2 separate regions of the Ovis aries genome follow, and region 2 is linked to region 1. The links are chromatin contacts, called in public Hi-C maps. All regions are on one chromosome and are shown on one strand. Each heading gives the region's core, a stretch centred on a gene start, on an enhancer-like site or on the middle of the called end of the contact. The rest is flanking DNA. Distances are from core to core; before and after follow the strand shown. Region 1 has its middle 11 kb from the start of HECA. Region 2 has its middle 32 kb from the start of TRNAS-GGA.

Evidence for each region. Hi-C and Micro-C count contacts between places; a contact is called where the count stands out from the background.
Region 2: a contact with region 1 is called in a Hi-C map of blood, with 2.1 times the contacts expected there. The contact joins two enhancer-like sites. A contact is called at or near these places in 6 of 16 Hi-C or Micro-C datasets (blood, hypothalamus, omental adipose tissue and 1 more).

What each region holds. Positions count from the first base shown.
Region 1 is chr8:64,115,672-64,120,788 of ARS-UI_Ramb_v3.0, reverse strand. No RefSeq gene overlaps it. Among named protein-coding and RNA genes, the nearest start is that of HECA, 11 kb to the left of the region's middle. Within about 2 kb of position 2,533, at least 10 of the 54 cell types and tissues checked have an H3K27ac peak or open chromatin away from gene starts, as enhancers often do.
Region 2 is chr8:64,182,300-64,187,854 of ARS-UI_Ramb_v3.0, reverse strand. No RefSeq gene overlaps it. Among named protein-coding and RNA genes, the nearest start is that of TRNAS-GGA, 32 kb to the left of the region's middle. Within about 2 kb of position 3,869, at least 9 of the 54 cell types and tissues checked have an H3K27ac peak or open chromatin away from gene starts, as enhancers often do.

The DNA of each region.
Region 1 (5,117 bases), core at 1,284-3,783:
TCCTAGCTGCAGGCAGCCATAAAAGTCACCATAGCATCACCATATAAAGCAGATTGCCAGATGAGCCCAGCCAACTCACAGAATTGTAAGAAGTAGTACACAGCTGCTATTCTAGGGGGAGGTACTTTTGTTAAACCGCTGAAGAGGGGAAGGGAAGGAGTCACAGCTTGTAGTGTTTGCACCTGCCCAGGGTGCTCCTAGCATGGCCAATTTAGGCTACCAACATGAGCCATTGGATACAAGGCTAGAAAGAAGTGTGACAACTGGCTCTTTGAGTCACTAGGACTTGATTATACTGTAATAGGCAACTGAGGCAACATCTCACGTCCAATGTCTCTTTAGATCTGAATTCTTGGCATAGGCTTTCCCATGTTCCACTGACTGTCTAGTTCTCTCTACTCATATATGGTCTGTGATCACATTTCTGTTGGAAGCGTCTTTAAATGAGAGACACTGATTCTGGTCTTTCTGACTTGAGCCATTTTTTTACGCCATTAAAACTGTCAAATAGGGTTTAGTCAAGGGGCTCTCACAGAGGATCACAGCATGGACTTTACTATGGAGTAATCCCACTGCACTCTATTCTGTAGTACTGAAGAGAATGGTCTGATTTGGAATAAAACACTGTGCTCTCTAAACTGTGGGTTTTCTTTGTGAAACATGTCTGCTGAACAATAACGGGAGGAACCAGACAAAAATGGAAGCAAGGTGGGGAGATGACCATCTAGGCTGGCTTTGGGCTCATGATAAATCACGATTTTGTTTAAAAAAAAATAAATTTTTTTTCCAGATGGCATTTCTTCTACAACGTAAGCCCAAAATATTATTTCCTAGAGCAGCCATTTCTCGGGTTTCAGGGTGGATACTGGATTTAGGTTCTAAACCTATATGCAGGTCAGGAAGAAACAGTTAGAACTGGACATGGAACAACAGACTGGTTCCAAATAGGAAAAGCAATACATCAAGGCTGTATATTGTCACCCTGCTTATTTAACTTATATGCAGAGTACATCATGAAAAACGCTGGGCTCAAGAAGCACAAGCTGGAATCAAGATTGCCAGGAGAAATATCAAGAACTTCAGATATGCAGATGATACCACCCTTATGGCAGAAAGTGAAGAGGAACTAAAAAACCTCTTGATGAAAGTGAAAAAGGAGAGTGAAAAAAGTTGGCTTAAAGCTCAACATTCAGAAAACGAAGATCACGGCATCTGGTCCCATCACTTCATGGGAAATAGATGGGAAACAGTGGAAACAGTGTCAGACCTTATTTTGGGGGCCTCCAAAATCACTGCAGATGGTGATTGCAGCCATAGAATTAAAAGACGCTTACTCCTTGGAAGAAAAGTTATGACCAACCTAGATAGCATATTCAAAAGCAGAAACATTACTTTGCCAACAAAGATCCATCTAGTCAAGGCTATGGTTTTTCCAGTGGTCATGTATGGATTTGAGAGTTGGACTATGGAGAAAGCTGAGCGCCGAAGAATTGATGCTTTTCAACTGTGGTGTTGGAGAAGACTCTTGAGAGTCCCTTGGACTGCAAGGAGATCCAACCAGCTCATCCTAAAGGAGATCAGTCCTGGGTGTTCATTGGAAGGACTGATGCTGAAGCTGAAACTCCAATACTTTGGCCACCTCATGTGAAGAGGTGATTCATTGGAAAAGACCCTGATGCTGGGAGGGATTGGGGGCAGGAGGAGGAGGGGATGACAGAAGATGAGATGGCTGGATGGCATCACCGACTCCAGGGACATGAGTTTGGGTGAACTCCGGGAGATGGTGATGGACAGGGAGGCCTGGCGTGCTGCGATTCATATGGTCACAAAGAGTCGGACACGACTGAGCGACTGAACTGAACTGAACTGAAAGGGTTATTATAGGCTTCCCTAATGGCTCAGCAGTAAAGAATATGCTTGCAATGTAGGAGACATGTGTTTGATCCCTGAGTCAGGAAGATCTTCTGGAGAAGGAAATGGCAACCCACTCCAGTATTCTTGCCTGGGAAGTGTCATGGCCAGAAAAGCCTGGCGGGCTACAGTTCATGGGGTCACTAGAGTCAGACACGACTTAGCAACTAAACCACCACCACCAGGAGTTGGTATAGTTGTGTGGTTAGGAAACTATTCTTGCAGCCAAATTCCCAGATTTCAGGCTTGGCTTACTGTGTGACCTTGGACAACTTATTTGTGAAACAGAGATAATAATGGTATCTATTTCAGAGTTAAGGTAGATAACATTTGTGTAGTGCCTAGCACATAGTAAGTTCTCAATACATAAGAGCCATCATCATTTTTATTAGCAGAAGCATTTAAAGTTTGCTTTCATTGTTGCTACTCAAACATGCTCCTTTTAACTGAAAATGCTATTTAACTTTTCACTTCAATTGTAAACAAGTTTGTTTTGTTTTTTTTTTTCGTAAAAGCAGCACTGGTTCTAGGTCAAGGATAAACTGTTTTCAGCACACAACTTTAGTCTCATCCAAGAACAAACCACACCCTACTTCCTGTTGTGTGCAAATACGGGTACTTTAAAGGGACAGTCAAAACCAGGGACCCATGCGGATGCTAAGATTGCTACAGAGCGCACTCTGGTGTACACAGCTAGAAACCAGAATGGGAGATTACAAGAAGCAATGCTTTCTTTGCCCAAAAGTTTGAAGTTGATTTGTGTGGGTGTAGGAAGTTATAACAAGTTACTAGATAAAAAATAATACAATGAAAATAGTATTTTTGGAAGAATAGTCTGACAGTAACATTCAGGACTGACAGGATAGAAAAAGTGGTGGCTCAGAAGCCAGAAGAAAATCTACTGCACCATTTTGGGGAGGAGATCATGAGAGTTTGGAATTAGGAGGTCAACAGCGAAACCCAGAGGAAAGGATGTACATGACAGACATTTTGAAGGAAGAAATCATAGACCCTAAAGACAAAAGTCTTTGATCTTAAAGAAAGGCAATCTCATCAATATTTATTTGGTTTAGATTGATACCATGAATTCCAATACTCATTAATAAATTGGTAGCATATTCTACTCTGGGAAACCCCGTAGGATAAAAAAGAACCATATTATCATATTGTTTTGTTTGCTTTTAAAGATCAAAATTATTTTATTACTAATCAAGATTTGAAAGTTCTATGTAACGTTGGGCATTTTGCCATTAAAAGACACTGCTCAGTGAGCTAGTTGTCTTTTGTACCAATTCTGGATTAAATCAATAGTCCCAATAATCTCAATTTCTCAAGACATTTTTAGGTTTCAGTCGGAGATTAAAAAAGCACCAGACAATTCCTGCTTAGCCTTCTAGGTGATTCTATTTCTCAACCTAGTATCCAGAAAGGTAGATTTAACTACTCAACGTGTATTTCTCTGGTACCAATTTTATGCAAAGCCCTGTCATAGATGGATAGCAAGACCATTCATTTATAAGTCACAAAAGTGTCATCACCATATTATGAACAGGTAAAACAGAAGGAACTTTGGGTTTAGCTCATCTAATTTATCTTTGATTCATATATAGTAAATCTTCTGCCTTTTGTCTATAGGTGATAATTTGATTCACAGTCCTTTCCATTCATCTTACCACATGGCTGGCTGTTTAGCCATAGATCAAATTACCAGACGATTCTTTTCTATAATGGCAACTTAATTTGCTTTATTTTAAAAATATTTACTGAACATATAATGAAGGTTTGTGCCAGATCCAAGTGCAGCGATGAAGAAACAAACCCAGTCCACTCTCAGGGAGCTCAGATCCTGTTGAGATATCTACAGATACTGTCTTCATTCTTATGTTTTTCTTCAAAAGGTCGTACAGAGAACAAAAAGATGTGCAACAAAAGAAAATGAAGTATACCAGTAGAAAATGAGACGGACGCAAAGGGAAAGCAATGACGGACTCATACAACAGAGGTAGACAAATACATAAAATAAATACAATGAAGGCCCACATGTGTTTGCTAAGGATCCACCAGGAATTTGGCTCTAAAGTTTTTTGGCAAGCTCTGTAAAAGAAGAAACACAATGCACGGGTTCCACCAGATAAAAGCAACCAACTGCTCAGGAAACATAGCTAATCCTGATATAAGGTCAAACAGAAAAACCCTCAAGGATCCTTCAAATGCAACACTACTGATATCCTGAAGAGCATCCTCAATAATATCCTTACAGGAAAGGAGTAGGTCTATTTCTTACAGCACTACTCAGTGTGTGCTGATGGCTTATCCTCAAAGTCCAGTTCAGTAAAAGCAATTTTGCAGGGGTTCATTTAAGCAGAAAAATTCATTATAATGTGATAGAAATATGCATAAAGTGCTAAAGAAGAACAGAGGGGACACAACTGCAATTTCATTATTCAAACTATTGGAGCAGGAATCACTATTTTGAGGAGGAATCACTGTCATCATTGAGAAGAGATTCTGGGAACTTCAATATCCAAAGGAAATAGGCAAGTATTTTGCAAATACTTAACCTGCTTAACCTTCATTATGGATGGAATATTGTTTTAAAAGGCCATTCTCATTATGGTAAAGTTCACATTAAAAAAATCAAAACACTGGAACTTCCTTGGTGGTCCAGGAGTTAAGAATCAGCCTTCCATTGCAGGGGATGTGGGTTCAGTTGCTGGTCGGGAAACTAAGATTCCACATGCCATGGGGCTACTGAGTCCACGCACCACACCAAGACCTGACGCGGACAAAAATAAATAAATAAATGTTTTGAAAAATCAAAACATGCCTTCAATTGAAAGATTCTCATTTTCTCTGTAGTGTACATATCTCAGTTCACCTGGAATATTAAATATAATGAATAATAAATTTAGAATAAAGGAGTCTACAAATATGAGATGTGGATGCCCACAGAATCAGTGAGAGGTTAGAGTTCTATCAGGTTTATAGTAGGCTCCTTCAGAAATCCAAGACCACAGAGCAAAAGGAATTTGGGAGAGAAGCTCTGATTCCATGCTAACCTGGATTTTTAAAATATGCATCTGCCACCCTGTCATGAGTTTGATTTCCACCTGATACTAGAAAAAGAAAGAGAAAACAAAAAAGGAAGTTGTCAATATAAAAGAAAGAATTAATACATCTAGTATCAAAGAGTCTTAAATTTCTAA
Region 2 (5,555 bases), core at 2,620-5,119, 66 kb before region 1:
GCTAACATTTTGATCTTTATTATTATCTAATACAATGAAAATGTTAAAGATCAACCATAGTTGAAACCAGACAAAGAAGTTTTTTTTTCCCATGTGCCAAAGACTCTGAGGCTACAACTCATCCAGCAAGAAAGTGCCATGATAAAAGTGCCTGCCCTTTAGAGGAGTGGTGGCCCATATTTGCCAGGCATTTATCAGACACAAAGAAAATGCCCCACAAGTGGACTCATCTCTCTGAGAAGTTGCTTTGTATGCATTCAGATTTTTAAAAGACACAGCTAATACCTCTCTTTGCAAGGTGGGCAAAGGTTTGCTAACATGGCAGATATTCATCCCATAAACTAAGAGATTGTTGTTGTTGTTCAGTCGCTAAGTCATGTCCGACTCTGCAACCCCATGGACTGCAGCATGCCAGGCTTCCCTGTCCTTCACTATCTCCCGGAGTGTGCTCAAACTCATGTCCACTGAGTCAATGATGCTCTCTAACCATCTCATCCTCTGCCACCCTCTTCTCCTTTTGCCTTCAATCTTTCCCAGCATCAAGGTCTTTTCCAGTGAGTCAGTTCTTTGCATCAGGTGGCCAAAGTATTGGAGATTCAGCTTCAGCATCAGTCCTTCCCGTGAATATTTAGGATTGATTTCCTCTGGATTGACTGGTTTGATCTCCTTGCTGTCCAAGAGACTCTCAAGAGTCTTCTCCAGCACCACAGTTCAAGCAGCAATTCTTCAGCACTCAGCCTTCTTTATGGTGCAACTCTCACATCTATACATGATGACTGAGAAAAACATAGCTTTGACTATAAAACTGTTTGTCCACAAAGTGATGTCTTTATTTTTAATACACTTTCTAGGTTTATCATAGCTTTCCTTCCAAGAAGAAAGTGTCTTTTAATTACATGGCTGCAGTCACTGTTTACAGTGATTTTGGAGCCCAAGAAAAGAAAATCTGTCACTGCTTCTACTTTTCCCCCTTCTATTTGCCAAGAAGTGCTGAGACCTGATGCCATGATCTTAGTTTTTTGAATGTTGTTTTCAGTCAGCTTTTTCACTCTCCTCTTTCTAAAGAGGAACTAAAGAGGCTCTTTAGTTTCCCTTCAATTTGTGCCATTAAAGTAGTATAATCTGCCTATGTAAGTTGTTGATATTTCTCCTTGCAATCTTGATTCCAGCTTGGGATTCATCCAGCCCAGCATTTCACATGATATATTCTGCATAGAAGTTAAATAAACAGGATGAAAATATACAACCTTATACTCCTTTCCCAATTTTGAACCAGTCATTTGTTCCATGTAAGGTTCTAACTGTTGTTTCTTGACCCACATACAGGTTTCTCAGGAGACAAGTAAGGTGGTCTAAGTAGTCCCATTTCTTTAAGAGTTTTCCACAATTTCTTGTGATGATCCACACAGTCAAAGGCTTTAGCATAGTCAATGAAGCAGAAGTAGATGTTTTTCCGGAATTCCCTTGCTTTCCCTATGATCCAATGAATCAGTTGGCCATTTGATCTCTGGTTCCTTTGCCTTTTCTAAACCCAGTTTGTACATCTGGAAGTTCTTGGTTCACCTAGTGCCAAAGCCTGAGCATTACCTTACAGGCCTGTGAAATAAGCACAATTGTCCAGAAGTTGAACATTCTTTGGCACTGCCCTTCTTTGTGACTGGAATGAAAACTGACCTTTTCCAGTCCTGTGGCCACTGCTGAGTTCTCCAAATTTGCTGACATATTGAGTGTAGCACTTTAACAGCATTATCTTTTAGTATTTGAAATAGCTCAGCTGGAATTCCATCACCTACACTAGCTTTGTTCATAGTAATGCTTCCTAAGGCCCACTTCATTTCACACTCCAGGATGTCTGGCTATGGGTGAATAACCACACTACTGTGGTTATCCAGGTCTTTAAGGCCTTTCTTGTATAATTCTTCTGTGTATTCTTGCCACCTCTTCTTAATCTCTTCTGCCTCTGTTAGGTCCTTACCATTTCTGATGTTTATCGTGCCCATCCTTGCCTGAAATGTTCCCTTGTTACCTCCTATTTTCTCAAAGAGATCTTTAGTCCTTCTCACTCTATTGTTTTCTTATACTTCTTTGCATTGTTTATTAAAAGAGACTAAAGTGAAAATCACTTAATCATGTCTGACTCTTTGCAACTCCATGGACTGTACAGTTCATGGAATTCTGCAGGCCAGAATAGTGGCATGGGTAGCCATTCCCTTTTCCAGGGGATCTTCCCAACCCAGGGATTAAACCCAGGTCTCCCGCATAACAGGCAGATTCTTTACCAGCCATCAGGGAAGCCCAAGAATACTGGAGTGGGTAGCCTATTCCTTCTCCAGCGGATCTTCCCAACCCAGGAATTGAACCAGGATCTCCTGCATTGCAGGCAGATTCTTTACCAGCTGAACTACCAGAGACTAGCAAAAGCCAAATCTCAGTGACCCATGGTTTCGGTTTCCCATCACTTTGTTTATAAGAATTGAAATTAGAAATAGGGGGCATGTTGTTGACTGTCTTAGTCTTCATACTGCTATACCAAAATATCACAGACCGAGTGGCTTAAAAACAACGTAAATTTATTTCTCACAGTTCTGGAGGCTGGAAAGTCCAAAATCAAGGTGCAGGCAGATTCAATGTCTGGTGAGAGCCTGCTTCCTGGTTCAGAGCTGGCCATCTTCTGTGTCTTCACCTGCTGGAGGGATGAGAAGGCTCTCTGGAACTTCTTTCCCAAGGGCATTCATCCCATTCATTAGGGCTCCACCCTTATGACTGAATCACCTCTCAACGGCCCCACATCTTAATACCATCACATTAGTCGCTCACTGGTGTCCAACTCTTTGTCACCCCATGAGCCTGCCAGGCTCCTTTGTCCATGCAATTCTCCAGGCAAGAATATTGGAATGGGTTGCCACACCCTCCTCCAGGGGATCTCATCATATTGGGGATTACAATTTAAACACAAGAACTTCGAAGAACACATTCAGTCCATAACACTGCTTGAGACTCAGCTGTCAGAAGGAGAAGGCAATGGCAACCCACTCCAGTACTCTTTCCTGGAAAATCCCATGGACGGAGGAGCCTGGAAGGCTGCAGTCCATGGGGTTGCGAAGAGCTGGACAGGACTGAGTGACTTCACTTTCACTTTTCACTTTCACGCATCGGAGAAGGAAATGGCAACCCACTCCAGTGTTCTTGCCTGGAGAATCCCAGGGACGGTGGAGCCTGGTGGGCTACCGTCTATGCGGTCGCACAGAGTCAGACACGACTGAAGCAACTTAGCAGCAGCAGCAGCTGTCAAAAAGTGGTAATTATGGTGACTATATATTCTATACCCCAAATAGAAGGAGGCACTGAGGGCTACTGCTCTTACATCAGTAATAAGATCGAATGCTGGAAATCAAGACTGACCAGGAGAAGCCAGCTCATAAGTATAAAAATTATAATTCTGTCACTGGTTCAAAATGTTCTTGATTTTCACTAAATTGGCTCCAAAATGGGGCTTTAGAGAGCTGGCCACATTGATGAGATTTTTCCAGACCACAGTTACAGGAGAGAAGGGCCTTCCTGGACTCTGGTCTCGGCCTCCAAGCTGCTCCCAGACCCATCTGCAGGGAACCAGATAACAGACCCCTAACCTGCTTATTTCAGTCAGCGGTTTTGCTTCTCGCAGTGCCCAACCTCACAGATGCCAAAGGCCTTTACTCTGAACCTGCCTGCGAGCAAGGACAGTTCAGCAGCAGCTGCCACCGCGCCGATAATGGGTTTATGCTGCTGCCGACCCAAGGAAGCCGCTTTGAGTTGACGATGTATCTGCATTCCTGCAGCCCAAACCCACACCCTCCGCGATGGCTGCGGCACAGAGAGAGCACGAGCGCCACCTACTGAGCACTGCAGGCCTAGCTGGCTTCACGGCCAGCAAGACGGGCATGGCACCCAGGGTTGGCCTGAAAACCACCTTTGTACAGTCATTAAGGAGGCCTCATCTTCTGCCAAAGTTGGTGACTGTTTTTGAGAGTTACACTGAAAAAAGTTACAAGGAAGTTCATTTTGCCCTGAACAAACTTGAAACTTAACTACAGTTGGGATCCAGGCAGTATTCCACTTAAGTGAGACATGGGCAAGCCAGCAACTGCAGAGTTTATAGAACACAATTAAGGACTCACCCTTAAGCAGGCAGTGGGTGAGGCACCAGGGACAGAAGGAGGAGTGATCTACACTAGACCAACAACAGAAAGGTGGTGAAGCTGTGTCTGTATTCCACAGCTGAGAAACACGCTCACTGAACTCAGCCATGATTCACTCCCGAGTCCACCTCCAAGGGTTTTCCATCTTTCCCTGTGTTCCATCACCACTGTCACTAAGCTGAGAAGAAGTCATGATGACTTCTTTATTGTTCTGTTTTGGTTTGATTCTTGAGTTGCTGACTGACAAATGATATGTTTGGAATTTTGTTCTCAAAATAGCTGCTTTGCAGATGCCCTAAGCCGGTCCTCTTGGCCAGGCTTTCTGAAAATAATGCCAGGAAAACTCTCAAAGTATTCAATCCCTTCCCTGTATTCACAAACTCCTCCACATGTGCTAATAGCGCATTTCTGACAATGATCAATAAAATATGGTTTCAAATGTTTTTAGCACCTAATGACCCAATCTTACTTCCTCAATACATACAAATAATAGGTTAGTTAGTAAATAAACAGTCTATTAAGTAAAAAACCCCAAACTGGGTGATATGGTCACACACTTTTGCATCTGGGCAGCAGAACCTGAACACCCCAGGGGACCCTTCCTGCAGAGAGATCCTGGTGCCCAGCCTCGGTCCACAGCCATCATCCAAGCATAATCCAATGAACTGCACAGGGGTGCTTCCTTCTCCAGGAAGAGGCCAGGTAAACACAAATAACTGGAAATGGGCAAAGATGCATGTTGGATGCAAGATACCCAGATTGAAGGGAGAATCAATAATTCACAAACTAAACTTTCTTAGGGTTTCCCTGATAGCTCAGTTGGTAAAGAATCCACCTGCAATGCAGGAGACCCCAGTTCAATTCCTGGGTCGGGAAGATCTGCTGGAGATGGGATAGGCTACCCACACCAGTATTCTTGGGCTCCCCTGGTGGCTCAGCTGGTAAAGAATCTGCCTGCAATGTGGGAGATCTGGGTTCGATCCCTTGGTTGGGAAGATCCCCTGAAGAAGGGAAAGGTTACCCACTCCAATATTCTGGCCTGGAGAATTCCATGGACTGATATAGTCCTGTGGGTCACAAAGGGTTGGGCACAACTGAGCGACTTTCACATCACATCACAAACTTTCTTAAGCTACTACTATGAGAATTGCATTTAAGGCCCTACTAAACTTTCTGGTATTTTACTATGATTTTATTTTTGACTACAGTCCAGGTGGGCAATAACTTAAGGTATTAAATATTTATGTGAGCTCATAGTTTTACCCATAAAGATTCAATCATCATGTTTTCCATCCATTCCAGCCCCCTTCTTTTTACAAGGTTCTGTGCAAAGTAGTTTTGAAAACATGTTTCCAGCCAATCATTCAACTGTTGACC